2 separate regions of the Mus musculus genome follow, and region 2 is linked to region 1. A link is a contact called in public promoter capture Hi-C data. All regions are on one chromosome and are shown on one strand. Each heading gives the region's core, a stretch centred on a gene start, on an enhancer-like site or on the middle of the called end of the contact. The rest is flanking DNA. Distances are from core to core; before and after follow the strand shown. Region 1 holds the start of Med17 (mediator complex subunit 17). Region 2 holds the start of Zfp202 (zinc finger protein 202).

Evidence for each region. Promoter capture Hi-C pulls out the DNA fragments that hold promoters and counts their contacts.
Region 2: a promoter capture Hi-C map of pre-B cells shows a contact between it and region 1, with 5 times the contacts expected there. The contact joins the promoter of Zfp202 here to the promoter of Med17 in region 1. A contact is called at or near these places in 2 of 39 promoter capture datasets (liver and pre-B cells).

Annotation. Positions count from the first base shown.
Region 1 is chr9:15,276,903-15,283,952 of GRCm38.p6, forward strand. Med17 (mediator complex subunit 17) reads right to left here and starts at 3,004. Exons shown (of 12, transcript NM_144933.2): 1 at 2,648-3,004; 2 at 655-821. The coding sequence starts at 2,891. 4931406C07Rik (RIKEN cDNA 4931406C07 gene) reads right to left here. Exons shown (of 9, transcript NM_001199485.1): 9 at 6,435-7,050.
Region 2 is chr9:40,187,824-40,194,834 of GRCm38.p6, forward strand. Zfp202 (zinc finger protein 202) reads left to right here and starts at 4,493. Exons shown (of 7, transcript NM_030713.2): 1 at 4,493-4,614. It overlaps Olfr986 (olfactory receptor 986), which reads left to right. Exons shown (of 1, transcript NM_146615.2): 1 at 1-271. The coding sequence ends at 232.

The DNA.
Region 1 (7,050 bases), core at 1,754-4,253:
CAGCGCAGCACTGCATTAACTACACTCACTGAGGGAAACTGCTGAGAAGTGATGCAGACTGTGTGTACAGCCACCAGTTTTGTGTTTTATTGAGTAGCTATACTCCCAAATGACACGTCTTAACAAGTGCAAATTTTCTAACAGTAGAGTGTTTTCAAAAACAAAGCAAAAGGTTTTGCACAAGTTAAGTCTCACAAAAGGCCCCAACCACATTACTCTGAATTGGCACCACCTCGCCTGACCTCACCGACTAGCTGAGGTATGAACTGGTCAGGCCTGGGTAGTACCTGGATGCAGAGAAGCCACACTCATTCTGTATCTACATAAGGAGCCTGATTCAAAGATAATCCTCATCTGTGAAGTGCTCTTTCCTAACACTAATGATACTTTATTATGTGTACATGTGTGTATGAGCATATGAAGGGGTCAGAGGGGTGTCAGATCTCCTAGAGCTGGACTTACAGGCATGTTTAAGATGCCTGATGTGGGTACTACGAATCGTCATCTGCAACAACAATGTGTTCTTAATCACTGGGCCATTGCTCTAGCTTGTGGATTTAATTTTTCAACAAAGTAAAAGGGAACAAGATGCATACAACCAAATACTGGTCCTGGGACTTAAAGAAAAGATGTTCAGTTAAAAGGCACATGTACCTGTTTGGGAGGAAGAGCATCCTGAGAGACGGGGTCCAGAGTCATGAACTTTTTGTCCCTGACAATACTGAGGACATCATAGAGAACACACATCTCTGTAAGGGCACTTCGCAAATTGTTCCTCACAGAGTCCCAAGGCCACAAAGAAGGTTGGAATTTTACCAACCCTGAAAAACAGAAAAGAAAAGCAGAAACACATGTGTACTGGTTACACTGACTACAGAACAGAAGGTGGCTCTTTTAGAGGTTTAAAAGCGTGAAAAGGAGAAATGAGCTCTCCTCCAAACCACCTCTCCTTTACTTCCTTCTCATACGCTTTCTTCAACTGTTAACACTTAAGACTCCTCTTATGGCAAAACAAATGCCAGTCTAATTTCCACAGGCCAAAGCTGTCATCATATCTCAAGTAGGCACTCGAATCTTTCTAAACCTAGGGCTTCATTCATCCCAGATAAGCACTAAACTATATCCCCCATCCCCACAAAAGCCTTTAAAATAACCTGTTTCCTTCCAACATTTAGAACTTGAACTTCCAACATTCCTGAACTATAAAACAACAGGCAAAGCCCCAAATGGCCTACAACACCAGCATTACCATTGGCTGCACGAATAGACCTTCCCCCCACCCCACCCCCCCACCCCTGAGACAGGGTTTTGGGATTAAAGGCATGAGCCAACACTGCTCAGCTATACCTTTCTTTTAACCAATTTTTTTGTTTCGTTTTTGTTTTTGTTTCTCTGTGTAGCCCTGGCTGTCCCGGAACTCACTTTGTAGACCAGGCTGGCCTTGACCTCAGAAATCGGCCTGTCTCTCTGCCTCCCGAGTGCCCGGCTTCTTTTAATCAATTTTTAATAAATGCTCACTCTAAGGAGTTCATGATAAAGGATCAGGGAGTGAAAGTCAAAAGTTTTCTTTTAATCTTAGGCCTAACTCTCCTCCCTCCTGAGACATATCTCAACCCAGCATACAGGAACTAGTCACTCTTTCACACACCACAAGATATTTGGAAGCCAGGAGGCATGCCATTTAAGCCTGTCCCTTAATAGACAGGTCAAATGTTCCTAATGACATCAGTACTGGATCTTAATACATACCTGTGCTCTATAGTTCTTTCTGTGGGTGGGGGATTTCATGGATCAAATGTGATACACATTTAGAATTTTGCATTTAAAACTACTGAGCTGGCATGCCTTTCCAACACTGGATAATGACAATGTTGGGCTTGTTTAAGATTTAAAAAAAAAAAAAAAAAAAAAGATTTATTTATTTATTTAATGGATGTAAGTACAATGACGCTGTCTTCAGACACACCAGAAAGAAGGGGGCATCGGATTCCATTACAGATGGTTGTGAACCACCATGTGGTTGCTGGAAATTCAACTCAGGACCTCTGGAAGAGCAATCAGTACTCTTAACTGCTGGGCCATCTCTTCAGTCCCAGGTGTTTTAACTTTCTGTCAAATTTATGAAAACTACATTTAAATTTTTCTTTATTTATTGAGATGGTGTCTATTTGCTCATGTTTTTCATTAATCTGACTGCCTCTGCCTGGCGAATTACCACACTAAACACGAACATCCTCACTTAAACCGATTCTGTCACATCACTAAATCGAAAACTGTGGTTTCAAATTTTGGTTTTTTTTGATAATAAGGAGAATCCAAAGTCTAGTCTGGTTGCTTCTCCAAACTCCCCCTCTTCAGTTTTGTTTTCTTGTAATTCATTCACCTCAAAGTTTCAGTGGTCATTTTAAGTATCACCTGTTTCCACCTAAAATCACCCCCAAAAGCTTTCAGCTGTTCTTTATTAAAAAAAAAAAAAAAAAAAAAAAAAAAAGCGAATGCCTCTTCTCCTGGCCTGAACAGGACCCCGAGTCCCGACCGGGTCGGCCTTCCCACTGCTGTCAATACTTCTCAAGGCCACCCACCACAAAACACAGTTTACCCTAGGGGAGACCCTGGGATAGAACCAGCAACGAGGGCGAAGCCTCACCCTCCTCGTCGTCCTGGTCGGCTCCCGCGCCCCCCCAGTCCGGCGCATCGCCGTCAGGCCCTGCCGCCTCCTCCTCCTCAGAGCCAGAGCCCTGGCTGAAGTCGATGCGCTGTGCCAGGCGCGCCAGGTTCTGCGACATGGACAGCGGCTGCAGGTACGTCTCGGTGCCATCAAGGCCCACCTCCTGCACCTGCTTCTCGCAGGCCGACTCGATGCTGATGCGCACGGCTCGCACGCCCGACATGCTGGCGGCGGCCTGAGGGCGACTCGCCGGAGACTCAGAGTACAGCACCGACACGGAAGGCTGGAACAAGCTTCCCGCAAGCCCGACGCGGCGGCCGGGAGGAAGCAAACTACCCACTGCTGCCCCACAATCCTCCGCGCAGCGTCTCGCGGAACACTATGAGCATGCGCGAAGGGCCAGCTGCCCGGACATTTCCTGTAGGTTGCACGTGAGAGCCAGGAACTTCCGGCTGACCGGGCTCAGCCGCTGCAGTGCAAGTGGAGTGGGCTGGGTTTATGTAGATACGCTGGGCGTTGTAGTTTGTTTGTTTGTTTGTTTGTTTGTTTAATTGGTTGCTTGGTTTTTGAAATAGCTTTCTTGCTGGCCTGATTAATTTGTTGATTAGTTATTGAGACACGCAGCTTTTTTGTTAGTTGGTTAGTTATTTGATTTTTGAGACACGCAGCACACACACCAGCACTCCCGCTGATTCGGTCTGGGAGCCCGTCCGTGGGATGAGTCCACTCACTTTCCGGGTAGGTTTTCACTTCCTAGTTAAACCTCTCTGGGAACATACTCCCAGAGGTGTTTCCCCTAGGTGACTTTACATTCGTGAAGTTAACGATGAAGACGTACGTAAGGGCTTTACATTTATGTAAGCACTCACAAAGACTGTCGACGGTAGTTAACTATAATTCGCAGCTGTTTGAGTCTCTCTGTTGATGGAGCTGCCTCCAGCAAAGAAGACCGAGTCAAACAGCTAGCAGGACTACCATCCAAACTGCACCAGCTGTCTTAAACACTCCAAGAACACTCAGATATGCCTACACGAAAGATTGCAACTGATTGTCCTGGCCCAGTAAGCACAGCTTGGGCCAGGGCTTTGTGCAGACCTGTGACTGGTGGCTTAATGATAAATGGAGGACTATGCTATCTCTCCAGACATGCAGCCACCCTTACACGCATACACTCACACATTCACAGACATGTACACATATAAACAAAAGACACCGGTGTTTAGCCAAACAAATGGCTGTGATTGGCCCAAATACCCCGTCTTGGGTTGTATGAGCAGGCTACTCCTCAGGTGGTCCACCAAGAGGCACTCTCCTTTCCTCATGGTGTTAGGATGTCATGTCCAGCAATGTCTTTCACTGAGTGGCCTTTCTTACTTTCAGCCTGCAGGCTGCACCAGAAAAAGCAAGGAACATTAGCTGGTTGGCAACAGTGCCCCACAGCTTGATAGGTACTAACCCCTATACTTCTGTCCAGCCATTTCGTTTTCTGTTTGTTTGTTTTAAGAGTTTCTCTGTGTAGCCCTGGCTGTCTTGGAACTCACTCTGTAGACTAGGCTGGCCTTTGATACCACTTTGAGTCTAATCTTGGGCTCCTGAACAACCTTGCCTTGTCTAGAAATCATTTGTCAAGTCCTTGGGCCCTGGCTTCCCACAATGAAGTGTAGATGGAGGCGTTAGCATAGCTGTCTGACAGCTGAAGAATCTATAGCCTGCAGAAGCCTCTGACTTACTATTGACAATGTCCACAGGCCTGTATCCCGCTGGTAGTGCTGGTGCAGCCACTAAAGCTTTGGAGATTCCATCTCCTGGAGGAGATGCTTCCTGGGTGACCCTAGTTGGGCCCAGTGTTTAGAGTCGGAACAGCCCACCAGGTGCCCTGGCTCTCAAACACTTCTCTACAGTGCACCTCTCACCCTGCCCCCCAACACTGTCACCACTCATTGCTGTCTGACACGGAGGAGAACAAGCTTGCCTACCCAGGGTTTCCATCAGGGCAGAGCAGAGAGCACTTAGCCAGTTGAACACTGAAGAGTACCAATTCTTTCACTTGGCAGTCCAATGTCTGCAGGTAAACGTGTGTCTCCGTGTGTCTGTTCTTCCCATGCACGTGTAGGTGCCATGGAATTGCTGGCGCTGTAGTTACAGTCAGTTGGGAGCTGCCTGATGTGGGAGGCAGGGAATAGACTTGGGTCCTCTGGAAGACCTGCAAGCACTGCAGAGCCATCTTCCCAACTCCTGAGTCTACTTCTGATGCTTGACTGCAGGCGGCCTTTAATCCTACATTTGATAAATCAAGAGCACTCGAATGCTCCATTGATGTCTGGGGGAAATTCAAAGCTCGTGCAGGAACTAGTAAAGCCAGTCTCTCCTTATTTTGTCAGGCCATTTTTTTCAGACAGGCCTAGTAGCTCTCCTGATCTCTCTAGAAACCTTCCTTACATCATGATTAGCACCTTGTAGGTATGTGATTTCATTAGTCTTGATATTTGAATCAAACAAGGAAGTGAGTCCATCCTGTCAGTGTGGGACTCCACATGGAAAGAGAATTCTGTTTATGTTCCACCCCTGCTGTATTTCTCTTCATATAATATTTGTTTGGTTTCTTCAACTAAACATATCCCAGAAACTAGTGACATATCTAACATGATCACCCACCCAAAAATATTTACTGTGTGCTTATTTTGGCACTGTGCTCCAATGGTGAATTAATACCTCTCTCAGCTCCAGAGCGCAGGGTAAGTGAGAGGAGAGAATACTAGTTCTAAGCTGGGGTGACAAGTGGATCAAGCCCTTGTTGCACAAGGGTGAAGGTTGGAGTGGCAGCTCATATGCATTCCCAGTGCTCAAGGAGGTAAAGACAGGACCACACTGACTGACTAGCCTCCCTGAGTCAGCAAAGCTCAGTGTTTAAGGTGGAGGGAAATCAGATACTGAGCAGAACCTCTGGCTTCCATGTGCATGTGCACTCATGCTGTGGACATGCAAGCATGTAGCACGTACACACATATGGCCTTTCCCAGCCTTGAACATCTGCCATGACAAGCCTTATCAACCTGGACAGAGACATCTGTTTTGGCTGCAGTTGCAGGTTCCCATGGGAACTTTGATGTTTTGGCTGTTTGCGTTGACCTTGCTGCTACAACATACTCCATCTGAAGAAGGGGATTTTGTGTTTTTTTCCTTTATACATGCAAAGCTTATTGTTAAACTTTGAACCTTGATCAGAACCTTTGTATTGGCTTCATCCTTCTCTCGCCCTCTTACCTTATTTCCAGGCCCCCCTTTCAGGTAAACCCAGTTTGCCCATGGTTGCTGGATGGCTACACATACACATATAAAAAATAGTAATATTGTTTTTTAAAGATATATATATGTGTGTGTGTGTGTGTATTTGAGTACACTGTAGCTGTCTTCAGACACACCAGAAGAGGGTATCAGATCCCATTACAGATGGTTATGAACCACCATGTGGTTGCTGGGAATTGAACTCAGGACCTCTGAAAGAGCAGTCAGTGCTCTTAACCGCTAAGCAGTCTTTCCAGCCCAGTAATATTGTTTTTGTTGAAGTAAGATATTCAAAGAAACTATCAGCTGATCAGCTGGGCAGTGGTGGCGCACGCCTTTATTCCTAGTATCTGGGAGGCAGAGGCAGGCAGATCTCAAGTTCAAGACCAATCTGGTCTACAGAGTGAGTTCCAGGATGGCCAGAACTACACAGAGAAACTCTTGTCTCAATAAACAAACAAATGAAAGAAAAGAAAAAAAAAACAGTATTAAGTGATTTTATTCAGTTTCACCTCAAAAATCATGTTTAATTAAAAATAACACTATTATTAAAAATAATACAAGACATGTGCATTACAAAGTAAAGAATCAGAAAACGTTTAGGGCTTAGTTCTAAAGAGTTCCTAGACCCACATCTTATTGCCATTGGGAAGGTTGGAAAGTTGATTTCTGGCTAATGATCATCACAGGTTCTATGACACAGAACAGCAAGGAGTTTTCTAACCATCATCACCATATGCTAGCCATCAGCGCTCAGTAATAGTGTAATATCCTTTGAAAAGCACAAAAAGATTCCTTGAATGTAGTCACTTTGGGAAGAGGAATAAACAGGTCTCTGGATTCCCACCCCTCCCCCACCATCCTGCAGAATTCATGCTGGGTCCTGGCATGAGGTTCAGGTTTAAATAGAAGGCACGAGGTATACCTAACTAAGCAGATCAAGCTGTGGTCCTGCCCACCACTGTTGTCTGGGTTCCTGTTTGTCCTGAGAGGTACGTGACATCTTTCCAGAAGACAAGTTCCTCCTCTGGCTGGCACCAGGCTTCAGCCTTTTCCTTCTCCTGCCATGAAATTCCTGAGGGAATTCCAATTTCTTG
Region 2 (7,011 bases), core at 3,243-5,742, about 25 Mb after region 1:
TTCTACTTGTGCCTCTCACCTGACAGTAGTCTCTCTGCTCTACGGAGCTGTCTTGTTTATGTACCTGAGACCCACAGCACACTCCTCCTTTAAGATTAATAAGGTGGTGTCTGTACTAAACACTATCCTCACACCCCTTCTAAATCCCTTTATTTACACCATTAGAAACAAAGAGGTGAAGGGGGCCCTAAGAAAGGCCATTACTTGTGCAAACAGGCATCATGCAAAGTGAAACCTTCAGTACATCAAAAGGAGCCGAATGCAGATGCTAATGCAAGGGCTGACAGTGAGGCAAACCTGTAGAAGAGTATGACAAAGGTGTCCCCCTAAATATCAGAAATTCTAGAACAGCGTTATCCAAAGACAGAGCTAAAAAAGCAAACTGGTGAGTAAGGTCCCCATTAAATTATCTAAAATGAGTGTAAATGTGTTATACATAAATGAACTGGAATTTCTCCTTAAAGAGGAAAACGTCTCCGAAATCTTCAGCCAAAACATCTTAAGATTCTCTAAGATACATGTGGCAGAACTCAGGACTTGCTTAATTACAAGCTAAAGGGAAAAAGAGCAAAGTCAGACAAATGTCAGTAAGTTTTTAAAGTGTGTGAAGAATCCTGTTTCCCTCGTTTATTGATAACTGTTAGATTTATGCAGCAGCAGGAAGAGACAGGAAGTCTGGCTTTCAATAAACAGGGCTGTGTTTATTAGCATACATAGTGAGGGGCAGCCTCTCTCCCAAGGGAAACTTGGGATTTGCCAAGGAAAACAAGCTGGCTTTGACCGTTTATAGGGACAGAATAAGGGGCTAGGAATGAGGAAGCTGTTACAGCCATAGGGGGCTGCAGGACTCTCCTTCCTGAAAGTACTGGCCCAAAGGAGATAAGCTCTCGTGGGAGACTGTCTTTACAGACATTCCTTTCTGTGCTGACCAGTAAGGCTTAACAAAGTCATCTGTAATCTCATAGGAATCCTGTTTTACCACTGAGACACTATCAATAGCTGTATCTTGCTGCCCCACGCACAAGGCATCCCATGCCTTGTTGTCTCAGCCCTATTGCTTTACTGTAAGAGAAATGCACTGGAGTCTCCTTGTCAATGCTGATGGTCTTTCAAAAAATGTCTGAAATGAACCTGCTTTCTGTTTGGTCAGTTGTTAATAAGGCCCCCTCTACCTTGACACGATACACAATTTTAGGCAAGATGAAAGGGACTCATTCCCAGGTAGTATAAAAACTCAAAGGCATCTTGTAATATATATATGATTTCTATTTTGTGGATTATTTCAGTTTCCAGAATTTAGTCCCAGTAGAACAGGCACAAACACAAGATGCCTCAGAGCTAATATCACTGAAAGCCTTGTTGGAGAATTCCATTTCTGGTTTCTGTGAAGTTCATGACTGTGAAGGCTCACTTGCAGATTTAGCATGCAGAGCCCCTAAGAAGCAAACACACACTTGGGCAAGATATCTGTCAAAACTCTAATGATGATGCCAGCGAGTCAGCTTGTAGAGATGAGTATTACATATGCCCTTTTCCCAATGATGAAGACTATCATTTAAAACCCATCAAAACTTAGCATTTTAAAAGGATTATTGTACATTCCTTTCGGTATTAAATTGAACACATACACTCAGAAACAGGCTGTATGAGAAAAGTGTTATTATCTCAATTGCTATACCTTATGTTCACTAAAAAAAAAAAAAAAAAAAAAAAAAGCAGCTCTACATTGGAATTGATAATTCCATGGATTTTACCCAAAGCTATCTAGAAAGTAATGGAAATTGCCTTGGATAAGAAAATGTGGATATTAGCCCAAAACCTAGGATACCCAAGATATAAGATACAATTTCCTAAACACATGAAACTCAAGAAAAATGAAGACTGAAGTGTGGACACTATGCCCCTCCTTAAAAGTGGGAACAAAACACCCTTGGAAGGAGTTACAGAGACAAAGTTTGGAGCTGAGATGAAAGGATGGACCATGTAGAGACTGCCTTATCCAGGGATCCACCCCATAATCAGCATCCAAACGCTGACACCATTGCATACACTAGCAAGATTTTATCGAAAGGACCCAGAGGTAGCTGTCTCTTGAGAGACTATGCCGGGGCCTAGCAAACACAGAAGTGGATGCTCACAGTCAGCTAATGGATGGATCACAGGGCTCCCAATGGAGGAGCTAGAGAAAGTACCCAAGGAGCTAAAGGGATCTGCAACCCTATAGGTGGATCAACATTATGAACTAACCAGTACCCCGGAGCTCTTGACTCTAGCTGCATATGTATCAAAAGATGGCCTAGTCGGCCATCACTGGAAAGAGAGGCCCATTGGACACACAAACTTTATATGCCCCAGAACAGGGGAACGCCAGGGCCAAAAAGGGGGAGTGGGCGGGTAGGGGAGTGGGGGTGGGTGGGTATGGGGGACTTTTGGTATAGCATTGGAAATGTAAATGAGCTAAATACCTAATAAAAAATGGAAAGAAAAAAAAAGAAAATGGAGTCATCTTTAACAATCTACAGAGAATAAAGTAACAGTGATGAAAGGAAGAGAACAAAGGACCAAACTTGATCCAGGAAAAGTCTGTGTCTATTTCACCAGGCCAAGGGATGCCCAGATAACTGGACAAAAATCTGTGTCCCTTACACACCCTTGCCATGTGTTTGAGTGTGGAAGTTATTAGCACTTGAATCAGTGGGTCTCAGTCAATCTGTTGAGAGCTGAATAGAAGAGAAAGGCAGGAGAGAGCAAAATACCCTCTTTTAAGGCAAGGCATTGTTTCATCCTGATATACCAAGAACCTGATCCTGGAACCTGCTGATGCCGGGTTTGCAGCGACACCCCACCTTCACCTACCTGTTCTGGGGCTGGATGTCGCCACCAGTTTCTCAGCTCTCCATTCTGCAGTCCACACAGATCCTGCACCATCATCTCAGCCTCCATAATTGGAGGAGCAAATTCTCATACTAAACCTTCATTACTTAGTACCCTTCTCGGGGTACTTAGCCCCATTAACGATAGAATTTTAAAATGCACTAAGAAGAAACCTCAAAGACAATTTTATTAGACAAAACAAAAAACAAAAAACAAAAAACAAAAAAAAAACAGAGCAGGCAAACTAAATTTCAGTTTCAGCCCCTGCCTAGAAAAAGAAAATGGACAAGAGGAAGAAAACAAACCTGTCATTGTAAGCAGTCACATAGTGCAGCAGAGGGAGGGATACTTCAGAAAATAATAGAAAGGCTCCAAGTAACAGAAAAAGCATACTTTGGCTCTGTCCAGTGTCCTCAGATAAAGATTTAAAAAAAAAAAAAAAAAAAAAAAAAAAAAAAAAAAAACGAAGGGGAGGAGGAGGGGGAAGAGGAACAGGAAGAGGAAGAGGAGGAGGAGGGGAAAAGTATACCTTAGTCAGGACTCAGAAGGGCAGACAGACCTGCCCATTCTGGCACTGACTGCCTGAACTGAACAGAATCAGGTTTCTGAAAAAGTACATTATCTATCTCATTAAAGGGATACCGTCACCAACTCCCATGTCTTTTACCACGGTATTAAGTGAACTTGCATTCTGGTGGGGTGGTCAGGTGATTGGCTGGGCACAACTGGATTAAATCTCACGATTGCTCGGTCTTCAGCCAGGCTAGAGGTAGACTCCATCCACTCCTTTGACCGAAGAACAGTCTTCCAGTTGGGGCTTCAACAAAGCTTTGATCAAGGGTGTTGTAACACCCTCTGCAGAACACAGCTGCCTCTCTAGCAAAAGCAATTAACATGTCCAGTTCAAAGTATGCTAAGCAGTCTCGAGCAGTTTGTCCCATGAACGGAAACGGTTTTCAAGAAATGGCTGAAAGGAGAAGACTTGCACATGTCACCATGTGACATTCAGGGCAAGATGGACTATAGAAGTGTTAGGGACAAAGACAAAAATGAACAACTTAGATCAGGGAAGACAGTGGCAAAGAGGCACCAAAATAGCACACAAAGGTTAATAGACAACACCACCATTTCCTTACTGAGCTTCAGTCTACCTTCCAGTTTTTAGTTCTAAGACCAACAGTTTGTGTTTTTTCAAGACGGACAGAGTTGACAGGCAGATGTTCTGGCGGCCCGGCAACAGCTGTGCATGAAGGAGCCAGCATTCAAATCTAAACCTTTCTTTTTTTATTCTTCCATGCTTGAAGGAAAAGAAAACTGCGTGGGAAGGAGGGGATTCTCTTGTGGAGATGTAGATACCAAAACCAACATGAAAGATGAAAACAAAACCCTGTAGGAAGTGGACAATGAATACCACGCCTAGGAAGGTGATGGGTTTGCCGCAAAGGGGACTGGCCATAGAGGGCAGCAGTCCAGGGAATGCTTCCCGGCATGGGTCTCACTGGAGAAGCCCCAGGCTTCGACCAACAGGAACACAACGAGTGGACCAAACCTCCTACAGCCTAGACAGGCTCCAGCACCCCTTGGAGGTGGGGCGAGTGGTCGCTTCCGGTTCCGGGCGCAGAGGACCCACGTGTTCCGACCCGCTGGGCCCCGCGCGACTCGGATCCCGCTCGGCTCTTTCGGCCGGGAGTGGGTGGGGGAGCACCGGGCAGGGGAGGAGCCGCCGGAGCCGCGGGAGACGTGAGTGTCGGGGACCTGGCCGGCGAGCGGGCACCGCAGCGGGCGGGGAGGGAAGGGCAGGAGCATTGGGAGGGGCAGCAGACCCCGCCCCCCCGGCGCCGGGGGACAGCGCCTGCCAGGGAAGGGGTGGCGGCGGGGTCCCCGCGGCCTGGGCGTTGTAACCATGTCACCTCCTCGCGGCCAGAGCCGGGACGTCCGGAGACAAGGGTGGCACTCCAGGCTTCTCTGCCCAGCCACCTCCTTCCGCCCCCTCTGGGGGCCTGCGGACATGCACTGTGCCCCTCGGATTGCGTCCATACCAACCGCTCCGGTGCGCTAGAAGCCAGTGGGGTGTAGCCTAGGCCCCTTGACGCCCACCTTCCCCTCTCTTCAGACTTTTCACTCTGCATCGCACATTGCTCCAGAGCCCTCCCTGCAGGTTTTGCCTTCCCTCCTTCCCAGCGAACCCCGCCCCCTTCACATGCGATCTTATCACCTGTGATCCTTGCCAGTCCTTGGCCGTCTAGCGTGTGGCTCTCACCTGGCTTAGTGACAGGCTCAGAACTTCCCTGTAGAGCTAGAGGCTACTGTCTGCACTGTCTGAACTTCTTTCTTCCTACCCCTGACAACCAGCTCGGGGACCTCTTCTCCAGCTCATCTCACCATCTGCGGGACTTTCCATAGTGGACTGAAAGTTTGCTAGTTTTTTATTCCATGGCCGACCTGGTCCTCTCACACACTTTCCCCTGGGCTGTGGCTGTCTCGTATTCTACACATGGATAGCGCTGTCTTTTCTCTGTGCAGAACTCCCCAAAGGGAGATCTCTAGGTCCAGCTTATCGTCTTGGTCGTGGTTAGGAGTGCCACATCTAGGGTTTTGCTGTCAGGTTATTCTGTCCATAGTCTACAGGTGAAAGGCAGTAGGGAAAGCTTGGGGCAACGAAGTCACAAGGCATCTCTCTGTGCAGCTTTTTCTTTGAAGCAGCCCCATGGACCTTAATCCAGAAAACAGTTTCAATGAAGTGTCAGGATGGCTGTGAGAAGCTTGCTAGGAGAAGCAAGTGACAGTGGGATATTTGGAGGCCATCAAATATCTTGAGTCACTTTCTGCTATTGCTGCCTAACATAAAAGGGTTAGGAGGAAGGCAGTACATTTTTCTTCTAAGACAGCTGCTGACCTTTCCTCCTGTCTCCTATGTACACACCCTTTGCATTCTACCTGTATAATTGCAGGAGACAGTCATTCCAAGGCCACTGCAAGACCTACATCACTATTGAGGGACTCCTGTCGTTTCAGAATATACAGGTGTGGTGACTATACCACTCAACACAGGCATAAAACAACCCTAGGCTTTCTGTTTTATTTTCCTCTCCTGCCTGAATGTCAGCGTTGCTGGATAAGTTTGTGCTTTTCTGCATGAAACCTCAAATTTACTTCCTTTGCCCAGATAGTGGGTATGGAGTTTATCATACATGAATCCGCATGTAAGACTGAAGTGGTGCTCTGTGTTCTGTATTGACCATTTTGAGAAACACTATTTTTGGCCAGACCTCCCTCTTGGTACCTGCCTTACAGAGGTTTGAGGACAAAGACTTGCAAATACTAGTAGTGTTGACTAATCTTTGATGGGTGATCTTACCATTCGAGTGTGAGTTATTTATGATATTACATGCTTTTAAGACAGAAAGCCAAATGCTCTATTATCTTTTGTGGCATGTTAAGATGAAATACTGATGAGGGTTTGTTTCTGGTTTGGTTTGGTTGCTTGCTTGCTTGTTTGTCTTAGGACAGTGTCTCTCTATATATAGCTTTGGCTGTCCTGGAACTCACTGTAAAGACTAGGCTGGCCTAGAACTCACAGGGTCCCGCCTGCGTCTGCCTCATGAGTACTGAGAGTAAAGGCTTGCAACCAGCTCCCTTGATTTTCTTGATTCCCTTGATAAAGAGTTTCCCATTGCTGATCACAGGTCAGATCTTATTCTAGGTTTCGATGTGAATTCCTGATAGTGCTAAAGTTCCTGCTGTTCCCTGATCAACTTTGTCACGGCTTCTTCCCCGCTCTGCTCAGCACTTGGAATAGTAGGAGATATAATATTCAGTGTATGCTTATGAACTGAATCAAATCTGTGCACTTCTCCCCTCAAAGTTTCTCACCATTGATACTAAAGCAGTCTGTCTCTATTGAACAGTAAAGCAAGGTAGACTTGATTGATAAATTCCCCAAAGAACTTAGAATGTTTAATACCCAATTCCTACAGCTGTCTGAATGAAGGACTTATCACCTAGGAGCGCTGGCACCCACTAATTACGGTACTTCTGTTGAGGCGTGTATTTATTGAGCTTCTTTCCCCGCAAACTACCTGGAAGAATGATTCAGGTCTAGGAACATATCCTTGCTTAGGGGTCCCAGCTTACCAA